Regions from separate parts of the Bombyx mori genome. Here region 2 is linked to region 1. A link is a contact called in public Hi-C data. All regions are on one chromosome and are shown on one strand. The core of a region is the stretch at or near the end of the contact, and the rest is flanking DNA. Distances in the headings are between cores, read along the strand shown.

Region 1 (5,316 bases), core at 1,116-3,615:
AAATAAATGTTTTTCTAAATATCATTTAAAATATATATGGTGCAGAGGTCATTTCTCTTAACACAGCATTACAAGAGAAATTTAATTCAAGGATGAAAAATACAGAAAACCACAATACTACACACCCCAAAAGAAGTTTCACTTCTTTCGCGTGCACCAAGTTGTACACGCACCATTTTTGGAGTTTACTCCTTTAGAATCGATTTACATATATAGGCCCGGGGTATGAAAATGATGGGGACCAAAATCGTACTAGCATGTCACACGAAATGCGTTATGCGCCTGATTGGCTCCTGATTGCGTGATGCGTGCGCGCGCCAATCAGGAGCCAACGCGCGGCCGCGTTATCGCAGGTGACGCCGGGCTGCTGCGCCGGCAGTCCGCCACAAAGCCTCGTACTGATCGCGCGTTTCTCTCATTATTGTATTTTCATATATTTGTTAGTCGTTTGTTTTGTGTCTCGTTAATTTGTTAATAATCTGTAGTGTATCGTGTTGTCGTAATATAGAACTATTTCTCGTATTGTTTCGTTTAATTTTTTATATCCAGTAAACTCCAGTCGTGCGTCGGAGCGGACACACACACTTTTTTTTATTTATATGCATTCGATTTTTTTATTGATCTTTTGGTGCCAACGTCGATTAAATAAAATTTTCAGTTCTCATTTATAAAACATACTCTGCCACTACATTTCCGATCCTGCGGAAAGAATGGAAAGCAGTCGACGTCGCCCCAAACACGTCATTTCGGATCCTCCCGATCCACTAACGCAAAGGCGGATCCAGGGGGGGGTCATGGGGGTCATGACCCCCCCCTGAGCTGGTCCATAGGTGGACCACATATTGAACATAATGATTTTAGGACACAATATATTGTTGCTCCTTATATTGCTCCTTAATTAATTTAATATAATATAATAACTTTGTATGATAGCAAATGTTTGGGAACGAACGCATCGAAAATTTGAATTTTACCGCGCCACACTCGCGCGCGCTTGTCGACTACGTAACGTCTAGGTCTTTCTCTACGTTGCGCAGACTTAAATCGTGGCTAAGATCTTCAATGGTTGAAGATCGCCTAACCGGACTGGCACTTCTCCACGTTCATAAAAACGTACCCATTGACGTAAATGACGTAATAACGCGTTTCGGGAGAAGACGTAAAAGAAAAATTGATTTTGTTATTTAAATATGTATTTTGTCTGTTTCTATTTTGTTTGTTGGAAACCCTTGTCGTACCTTTGCGGAGTTTTGCGTCATACCCCTCGACATACCTTTAGCTGTTATGACAAACCATTCACCACGGTTATGGAATATAAATGGGCGTGATAGTGCTTCTCTGGATGTCTTCAAGAGAAGATGACAATATGTACGTGTATATGTAGGTACAAGTCATTATGCGTTAAGTTTTTCAAGTGTACAATAAAGAATAAATATTTTTAAGTACAGTACTTACGTACATTAATAAAATACTACTTTTTACTTGTATCTATTGTTATCAAAATTAAATTATAAGTTCTTGACTTGACCATGACTATGTGACCCCCTCCTGGCACCAAAGCTGGATCCGCCCTTGCACTAACGGTGCTTTTAGGTACCTCAAGCACCGGTCATCGTTCCACACAGCCCACTGAGTTTCTCGCCGGATCTTCTCAGTGGGTCGCGTTTCCGATCCGGTGGTAGATTCTGCGAAGCACGGTTCTTGCTAGGGTTCGTGTTAGTAACGTAGTCAGGTTTGAGCCCCGTGAGCTCACCTATTAGTAAAGGTTCCGCTGACATAGCCTCTCAAGGCTATCAGCTTAGGTGGGAAAAAAAATAAGAATACTCTGCCACTGAAAATAAATAAAATGATTTCGAGCGGCAAGAAAAAAATTTAATCTGAAACTGTACTGAACTAGGATCAAATGAAATGAATTAATGTCAGTGTTCAGCAACTTTCTGCCATTTTCTCACATTTATAAACTTTTACGTGGTAATCGGTAAATAATGATCTATGATTATAACAAGTTTAAGCCTGAACAAGCACTACATAATTTAAAACCATAACATGGATTAATCACAATTTTAGTTTTTGAAAATTTTATATTATAAAAAAGTGCGAACTTAAAAATGGTAAAGGTAATAATTATAATTTAGTCGACCCGCGAAAAACGAAGGAAATATGTACTAAAACAACAAATTTAAACTTCGCTTCTTGTGTTCCCGCCAAACAAGTCGTGTTTCTTTCGACCGTTAAAATGTTACCTATATTTGCTCTAACTTAGAACAACTTTTTAGCAGAATTTTTTTGTTAACATGTCATCACCATAATTTTAAAAAGTAAATTAAATTGTGAATGTTATGATTTTTTCTTTCTAGCCTGAGTTTTGAGTCTCTACGCATTAAAAAAAAAATGTAATTCTTTAAAGAGTTTTTACCCTTAAATAAGTTTCTGAAAATTTCATAGTATTTTAGCTCAAACTATGGCAATGTGTGCTACCACGTCACGCAAGCAGTTGTCGTTGTCACACCGCGATATTTTTGTGGCCGTAGGGTGTGTGCATTCTTTATGTGTGTTGTGCTACTTATGTGGATTATTAGGTGATATTCTTGTTTATACCGGGTAAGTACTGAAAAGCCATCAATCTGGTTATAAACAATAAATCTTAATATTAATAATTTGAAATTGAAGTATTCGTGATGACTATATTATTAAGCTTATCCGCTGTGGCATACCCGGTGACTACTTGATATTGTCATAGCGCGAATATGATTATTTAGTGGAAAATCTCGTAATCTTGCTGGTAATACGTAATATAGTAGCGACAGCCTAAAGTTTATAAGCTTAAAATATTGTTAAAAGTTAGTGAAGAGCGCGAAAACAATTCCCCAAATCCAATTCAACTTTATGCAATTTACAAGATAACACTATTTTATGTCTCGTTTTCGTATTTGCAGATAGTGATCCATAGCCAACATGCCGAAATCAGTGAGTACATCTTATTAATTCAATTAATGTTACGAAACAGCACACCGAGTTGTCATTGATTATGCAAACATCCAGTTAAGTTTGAATTTCAATATTATGAAAAACCTATGAATTAAACTTTTATGAGACAGCAAATTCTATAACAAATTGTACATGAATCGAAAGACTTAAGTAATTAGAGAAATGTATAGGACGTTTTTAATTCAAACTTAAAATGTACCCAGTACAATTGTATGCCAAATAATTAATTCTGTAATAATTATAAAATTGTAAAAATATAATAAACTGTTTCATGATATTAGAATAACAATTTTAAAAGTGTCACCTACAAAAACACATTAACTAAGACATCTCATTTTTATTGAAATTGTAATCAGGTTGTCTATAATAAAGATAAGTTCTACATTAAACTTTAGATGTTGAAAACGACCAGTACATTTTTTTTATATGTAATGGCACATTGTGACACATTTGAGCATATGAGTCATCATAAATAGCAACAGGTCACAAGAGTTAATAAATTAAAGGCACCCATGAGAGGGTACCACTTAAAACTAGTTAAAGTTATTACTAATTATTACCAAACCAATAAAGTAATTGAACTTAAAGAGGGATATATAAAAAACTGAGTTTAAAATAATTTCTAATTTCATTTTTCTCATACAAAGTTTTGTTGAGGATGTTGTTTTGAGGATGGGAGAGGAAAGAGACTCCTCAATTTTTCATCAGACCATTTAAATTTAAACAGCTGCAAAATATTTCTACATATATTTACCGAAATTTGAATTGTATATTCCTTGGAAGAAGTACGGCTTTGAAAGTTTTTATTTTGCCAAACAATTTAAGCATTTATATTTTTACCATTTGTCTGATACTTCCAAAACAAGAACATAATTCTGTGAATTGATGATTGAACTGAATTGGAATATACAAAAATGCTATCTGATAATAGTCTATGCTATTTTACCTATAGGTAAATGCTATAGCGGCATCTACTATATAGAACCTGTTTGCATGTGGCAAACTTCTTTTTATTGCTCTCAATAGAAAAGGCCCATAATGTATTTGAAGCTTAATGAGCAAATGGGATTAACTACTGAAAAAATATGTAGAAAAACTGATTGATTAATTACCAAAATGAACCGGAGTTTTATCGCAGCTGCCTTAAACGATATAATATCTTGTTATTGCACCTATGAACCTACCTAGCCATGATGAATATTAAGTTGAAAGACTGTTCTCACTAGAAGCAGCACAGCAGATTAATTAAATACAGATTAAAACAAAAAGGTATATGTTCCTCACAAGTAACAACTTGTATGTTTCTTACCATATTAAATGGTCTCTCCAAACAATATCTTTGAAAATCTGAAACCCAAGATACAGTAAAGGTCTTATCAAAAATATATCTATTCATGAAAAATACCAATGTTCGTATGTTTTTTAGTGTGAGCTAAGTTATTTTTTGAATGAACGCTGTCTCAATTTGTACTAAACTCTAGAATAGTTACTTTAATTTTTTTCCATAAAAAATTGATGACTATTGCTGAAAATTTCACATGTGCTGATAATTGAATCATTTTGTATGCAATTAAATTTTAAAAAATAAAGTTCGGTCCACTTTTAAATTTATTTGAATACTGATACCATTAAGAACTAAAGATTAAGAAATTGTATAGTGTGTGTTGACAATTATAAAAAATAAACATTAAAAATCCTTATATTTTCAGATTCTCAATTACATAACCCATGCTCTAGATCTTGGATCAAATGATAATAGTTTGGTTAGTTGATTCTAAGTTTTGCTTGTAATTTGAATGTAGAATTTTACATACAACAATGATTAATGTAGTGTTTGTTAAAGATTGTGGTCCAAGTAATATATTACGTTTGATTACCTATAGTTTGATGTGTTTTTTTAAGTATGTTGATCCATTTTGATTATTATCTCAGTGCTAGTTAATAAATTGTTTTATCCTATGTGATTTGTGTGAGAATATTTTGCCTGATATCCAATTTTAATGTGATATTTTTGTATGTGGCTAGTTTCGAATCAACTTTGTACTTGTAGCTATGGGTGCCCTGTAATTTTTCATCAGTGTTGTCAGATTTGTTATATTTATTTTTAAATCAAATCTTTAATATTTCTATTTAATCCTTTTACAGGTAGAATTTAAAGAAATTCTTCCTTTCTGCATTTCTAGGGAATTAAATTAAGAATTAGGTAAAATTAATATAAATTTCTCAAGATTATTCCTTCCATCCTGAGTGATTTTCCAGAGATCATTATTACCAAGTTCCATTAAACTCCAGTTATTAAAGTACCCTCACAGTGTGCTTAAGACCCTA
Region 2 (5,316 bases), core at 1,957-4,456, 66 kb after region 1:
CTAGAGACGACTTTGATTACAATTCGTCTCTCCGGCTGTTTGCCTGACGAATCCTTATTGGATAGCAGTTATTGGATTCAAAAAGCTGGATGGAGTAGCCGAGCCCATGGAGAGTCGTGCTTAGTGTCGTGCAATTGGAGAGACTTATGTCCAGCAGTGGATTGTTATAGGTTGATGATGATATTGGATCACAATGGTTGAGAAACAATTGTAATGAAAATTCCATTTAGAACTTAATAGTGGCAGAAGAAGCTACACGTAACAGTAATGAAGGATCTACCTAAGGACTTAAAAGCCTCCACACGACATTCGTAATAGTCATGCCTCTGGGACACTCTTGGGATAATAATTCCAGGGCGCTCTTGTCATATTAATGATTTACTACGAAAACGTGCGTGCGTGTTCAAGGTGCGTGGCGCATTTACGTTGTAAATGTCTATGGGTTCCAGTAACCACTTAACACCAGGTGGGCTGTGAGCTCGTCCACCTATCTAAGCAATAAAAAAAAATACCTTGAGGAACTGTTTCTCTCACCAGATGTCCCGCGAGGAATGGGAGCAGAGCATCACTAACTGGTGGCAGGAACACCGCGAGATGCTCCGCGAAGACGCCATGATGGAGTACCTGAAGATTGCTCAGGACCTGGAGATGTACGGCGTCAACTACTTCGAGATCCGCAACAAGAAAAATACAGAGCTATGGCTCGGTGTTGATGCCCTCGGGCTCAATATCTATGAGAAGGATGACAAGTAAGTGTACACCCTGTAGATATGCGTCGTTTAATATTCTGTTGACTACAAGTGTATTTGTTTTGATTGTGATTGACGTAACTTCCACGATACTTCCACTGGTCAGCACAAATTACAGTAAATATTTTGTCATTTTAAATATACTGAATTAAATAAAGTGTACTTAATGTACATTTTTAATGCAACCCATTCTTTATTAACATTTCAGTCTTAAAAAGTTTTATAGAGAAAAAAAAATCTTTTATGCAATGCATGATTGTATTCACTTTTTACTACTATTGCATTGACAATCCTTTTTTTAAAGTAAAAATCAAAGTTAATAGACATATAACAATAACGAAATCTGTAAAATAAAAAAAGTAACATCCTGTATTTAAAAAAAAATCAAATTTTTCATTTGTAATTTCGAAAATATTGAATCTTGTACCTAACTAATTGAAATAAAATTTTCAGATTGACCCCGAAAATCGGGTTCCCCTGGTCTGAAATCCGGAACATCTCGTTCAACGACCGCAAGTTCATCATCAAGCCGATCGACAAGAAGGCGCCCGACTTCGTGTTCTTCGCGCCGCGCGTCCGCGTCAACAAGCGCATCCTCGCGCTGTGCATGGGCAACCACGAGCTGTACATGCGCCGCCGCAAGCCCGACACCATCGACGTGCAGCAGATGAAGGCGCAGGCGCGAGAGGAGAAGCTCGCCAAGCAGGCGCAGAGGTGATCTATACTCACTCCATCAGCGGTCGGGGAACCGGGGTAAATTACCCCAATGGGGTAGAATGAAATTTTGGGAGTAAAAATGAAACTTGATCGTTGTGATTACTAACTCGATGAAACTAAATGAAAGGAAAGGATTTTTTTTTTTTTTTCAATATTATCATGAAGGTTATAATGTGAAAGATGCCAAAATAGAAGCGATTTGGTTTTTTTTTTTCTTCGCCATGGGTTAATATCGACTTAAACAAAAATATTTTGGGGTAATAATTAAAAAAAGTTCCCCGACCGCTGGCATACATCATCAACCGGTAAGCAGCGGCTTGCTTCTGCCCCTGGCATTGCTGAAGTCCATGGGCGACGGTAACCGCTCACCATCAGATAGGCCGCACGCTCGTCAGCCTACAAAGACAATAAAAAAAAAACCTGCAGCAATCCGCTGCTAGGCAGAAACCTCTCCAATTGCACGCCACTGAGCACGACTCCATCTGCTCGGCTTCTCCATCCAGCTTTTGTAATCCAATCACTGCTATCCACTAAGAATTCGTCAGGCAAACAGCTGGAGAGACGAACTGTAATCAAAGTCGTCTCTAGCCAATGTAGGGCCCATGTGCAATCATTACCCTAACGCCCTAAAGTAAAGGCTCAGTTAAAATGGAATTGATACGAATGTAGCAGGTTCATTGAAAGTGACACCGCTGCGCCCAAACCCTGCACCATAGGTAAAGCCGTCTCTGATTGTAAACCTGGTGATAGAACCTCTTGTGAGTCCGCACGGGTAGGTACCACCACCCTGCCTGTTTCTGCCGCGAAGCAGTAATGCGTTTCGGTTCGAAGGGTGGAGCAGCCATTGTAACTATACTTGAGACCTTAGAACTTATAATATATCAAGGTGGGTGGCGCATTTACGTTGTAGATGTCTATGGGCTCCAGTAACCACTTAACACCAAGTGTGAGCTCATCCACTAATGCAAAGCTTCCTCTTGTTTGCAGAAAGAAGCTCCAGTTGGAGATAGCCGCGCGTGAGCGTGCCGAGAAGAAGCAACAGGAGTACGAAGACCGGCTGCGGCAGATGCAGGAAGAGATGGAGCGGTCACAGGTTAGTGCTGTGCTCATCAGAGTATGTCGACCTGCTAATTACGCGCAAATATTGACAGTTGTGCTCCCCTCCCCGGAACTAGAGATGTATCGCTATCGAAACACTATTGCAGCGTTATCGATAAGTATCGATATTAAGGACGTCGCTGTTGCGTTGTGGTAAATGAGAGTGGACTGTATTTTTTGGTTTTGATAACTTTATTAGTCTTTAAGTGACAAATAAAAAGATATATGAAATATGAAATCGATGTGTCGCCCTTGGCGGCTGGAATTGAAAAGGGGAAAGTGTCAAATCAAATCAAAAACAAATTATTCAACATAAATGAAAGTACATACTTGTTGAACGTCAAAAAGAACTACCGCCAATTCACAAAAACTAGCCTCCGTCCTGAGAAGAATTGGCAAGAAACTCAGCGTCCATGTCTTTTTTTTTTTAAATATTAGATAAATTTTTTGTCATAGTGGACGTCGCTCGTTGACACTTTTGACGTTTCGAATTCAAACAGTCGCCAATCTCTTTAGTTTCTTTAGAATCAAAACGCAGTATCGCTACGGCCGAGGACACAATTGACAAATGTTTATTGTATGATGCAGGCCAACTTGCTCGAGGCCCAGGACATGATCCGGCGCTTGGAGGAACAGCTCAAGCAGTTGCAGGCCGCCAAGGAGGAGCTGGAGCGGAGACAGGGAGAGCTGCACGACATGATGCAGAGACTCGAGGAGACCAAGGTAATTTACTTGTTTAATAAAAAACAGCCCACAGACGTCCACTGCTGGACATAGGCCTACCCCAAGCCTCGTCACAAAGACCGGTCCTGCGCTGCTTGCATCCAGCGGATCCCCGCGAACCTCAATAGATCGTCGGCCCATCTAGTGGGACGCCTGCCCACGCTGAAAAAAAAACCAGCTTATTCACTGTATAAAGTAATTCATTTACATAATTAAGTGAGGTAAAATGTTATAAATTTATAACGAGGAGAAATCCAGTAGAACATATTTTTAATAATGAGCGTTCGCCCTGTTCGGTTCCAAACAATATTCGTTCAAGAAACAAATGACTTGTGTTGTGACTTCCAAAGAGTAGTTTATAGGATCGCTTAGTTTTAAATACAATTAAATTACATGACTGAAATTTGTCTATGAATTCGTTCATCCCTTCTCTGTGTCAACTTTAGAAAATTGGGGAATGAAAATGACAATATGTATTGATATTGTAATATAATATCTTGTTTACTTTTTTGTACTTTTTATTTACTGGTGGTAGGACCTCTTGTGAGTCCGCACGGGTAGGTACCACCACCCTGTCTATTTCTGCCGTGAAGCAGTACTGCGTTTCGGTTTGAAGGGTGGGGCAGCCGTTGTAACTATACTGAAACCTTAGAATTTATATCTCAAGGTGGGTGGCGCATTTACGTTGTAGATGTCTATGGGCTCCAGTAACCACTTAACACCATGTGGGCTGTGAGCTCGTCCACTCACCTAAGTAATAAAAATAATAATAATGTACATAATTTTGTTATAGAATATGGAAGCAGCAGAACGTGCCAAGTTAGAAGAGGAAATCCGCACTAAACAAGAGGAAGTACAACGCATTCAAACCGAAGTCGAGCTCAAGGACTCGGAGACGCGGCGCCTGCAGGACGAGGTGGAGGAGGCCCGGCGCAAGCAGGACGAGGCCGCGGCGCTCCTGGCGGCCGCCACCACCCCGCAGCACCACCACGTGGCTGAGGACGGCGGGGTGGACGACGGCTCCGACCACGGCGAGGAGTCCGGCGGCGGAGACCTGCACCAGGCGCCCGACGACCTCGTCGACCCGGTCGAGGCCAGGACCACCTTGGCCGAGAAGAACGAGCGGCTACACAACCAGCTCAAGGTAACTAACAGTGCTCTCACGCTGCACCGCGGCAACGAGCTGCCAACCTATATTCAACAGCATCTCACTGCAAGTGTGACAGAGTTTAGCCATACAAACTATACTCGTATTATTTTAAAACTTAGAGATATTAAAGGATAAGGTCTAGAATAAACTTATTTTGAAATGGTAGGGTAGATGGATTTGTGCTATATATTTGTTAACTTTAACTGAATTAAACAACAAAAATATATCGCTCAAACAATTGCTCGACTCCACACCGTGAGTGTTTGAAAATTGCATTTTGTGAAAAGATTAAAATTAAATTTTTCTCGATCAGTGAGCACACGACGAGCCTTTTAAAAAAACAATAAAATTAATTTATCAATTATTTTTTTTGTAATTATGGAGTATATTATATAATATCTCGGTATCTTTTCAACAGGCGCTGAAACAAGACCTCGCGCAGTCCCGCGACGAAACTAAAGAGACGGCCATGGACAAGATCCACCGCGAGAACGTCCGCCAGGGACGAGACAAGTACAAGACGCTCCGCGAGATCCGCAAGGGCAACACCAAACGTCGCGTCGACCAGTTCGAGAACATGTAACTTAACGTCGCCGGCGCTGACTGTAGGGAGCTGACCTGCACACGACACATAAATCACAGAATCGCGCTCAAAATAAACTGAATATCGATTTTTGTACAATCGATAGTAAATTGTAACGATATTTTAGTATTTTCCAAATTGTCATTCAGTATTAATTAATAGGAACAGTGACTAAGAGCAGTTCGTATCTTCGAGCTCGGGTGTGTAAATTAAATAATGTAGCGTATATAAAATACACAAATTTTGTACTTTTTTAAAAAAAACTACTGTTCATAGCAGTAATTCTTTAAACTGGC

What was found. A called contact is a pair of places that touch in the nucleus more often than the background predicts.
Region 2: a Hi-C map of whole pupa shows a contact between it and region 1, with 4 times the contacts expected there. The contact joins the enhancer-like site here to the promoter of LOC101741026 in region 1. A contact is called at or near these places in 3 of 7 Hi-C or Micro-C datasets (midgut, posterior silk gland and whole pupa).

Annotation. Positions count from the first base shown.
Region 1 is chr9:15,674,605-15,679,920 of ASM3026992v2, forward strand. It overlaps LOC101741026 (moesin/ezrin/radixin homolog 1), which reads left to right and starts at 2,366. Exons shown (of 11, transcript XM_004931148.5): 1 at 2,366-2,601; 2 at 2,937-2,967. The coding sequence starts at 2,956.
Region 2 is chr9:15,740,210-15,745,525 of ASM3026992v2, forward strand. It overlaps LOC101741026 (moesin/ezrin/radixin homolog 1), which reads left to right. Exons shown (of 11, transcript XM_004931148.5): 6 at 538-749; 7 at 1,203-1,463; 8 at 2,454-2,559; 9 at 3,153-3,287; 10 at 4,081-4,431; 11 at 4,856-5,316. The coding sequence ends at 5,020. Among protein-coding and RNA genes, the nearest start is that of LOC101738544, 18 kb to the right of the region's middle. Within about 2 kb of position 3,207, at least 5 of the 8 cell types and tissues checked have open chromatin away from gene starts, as enhancers often do.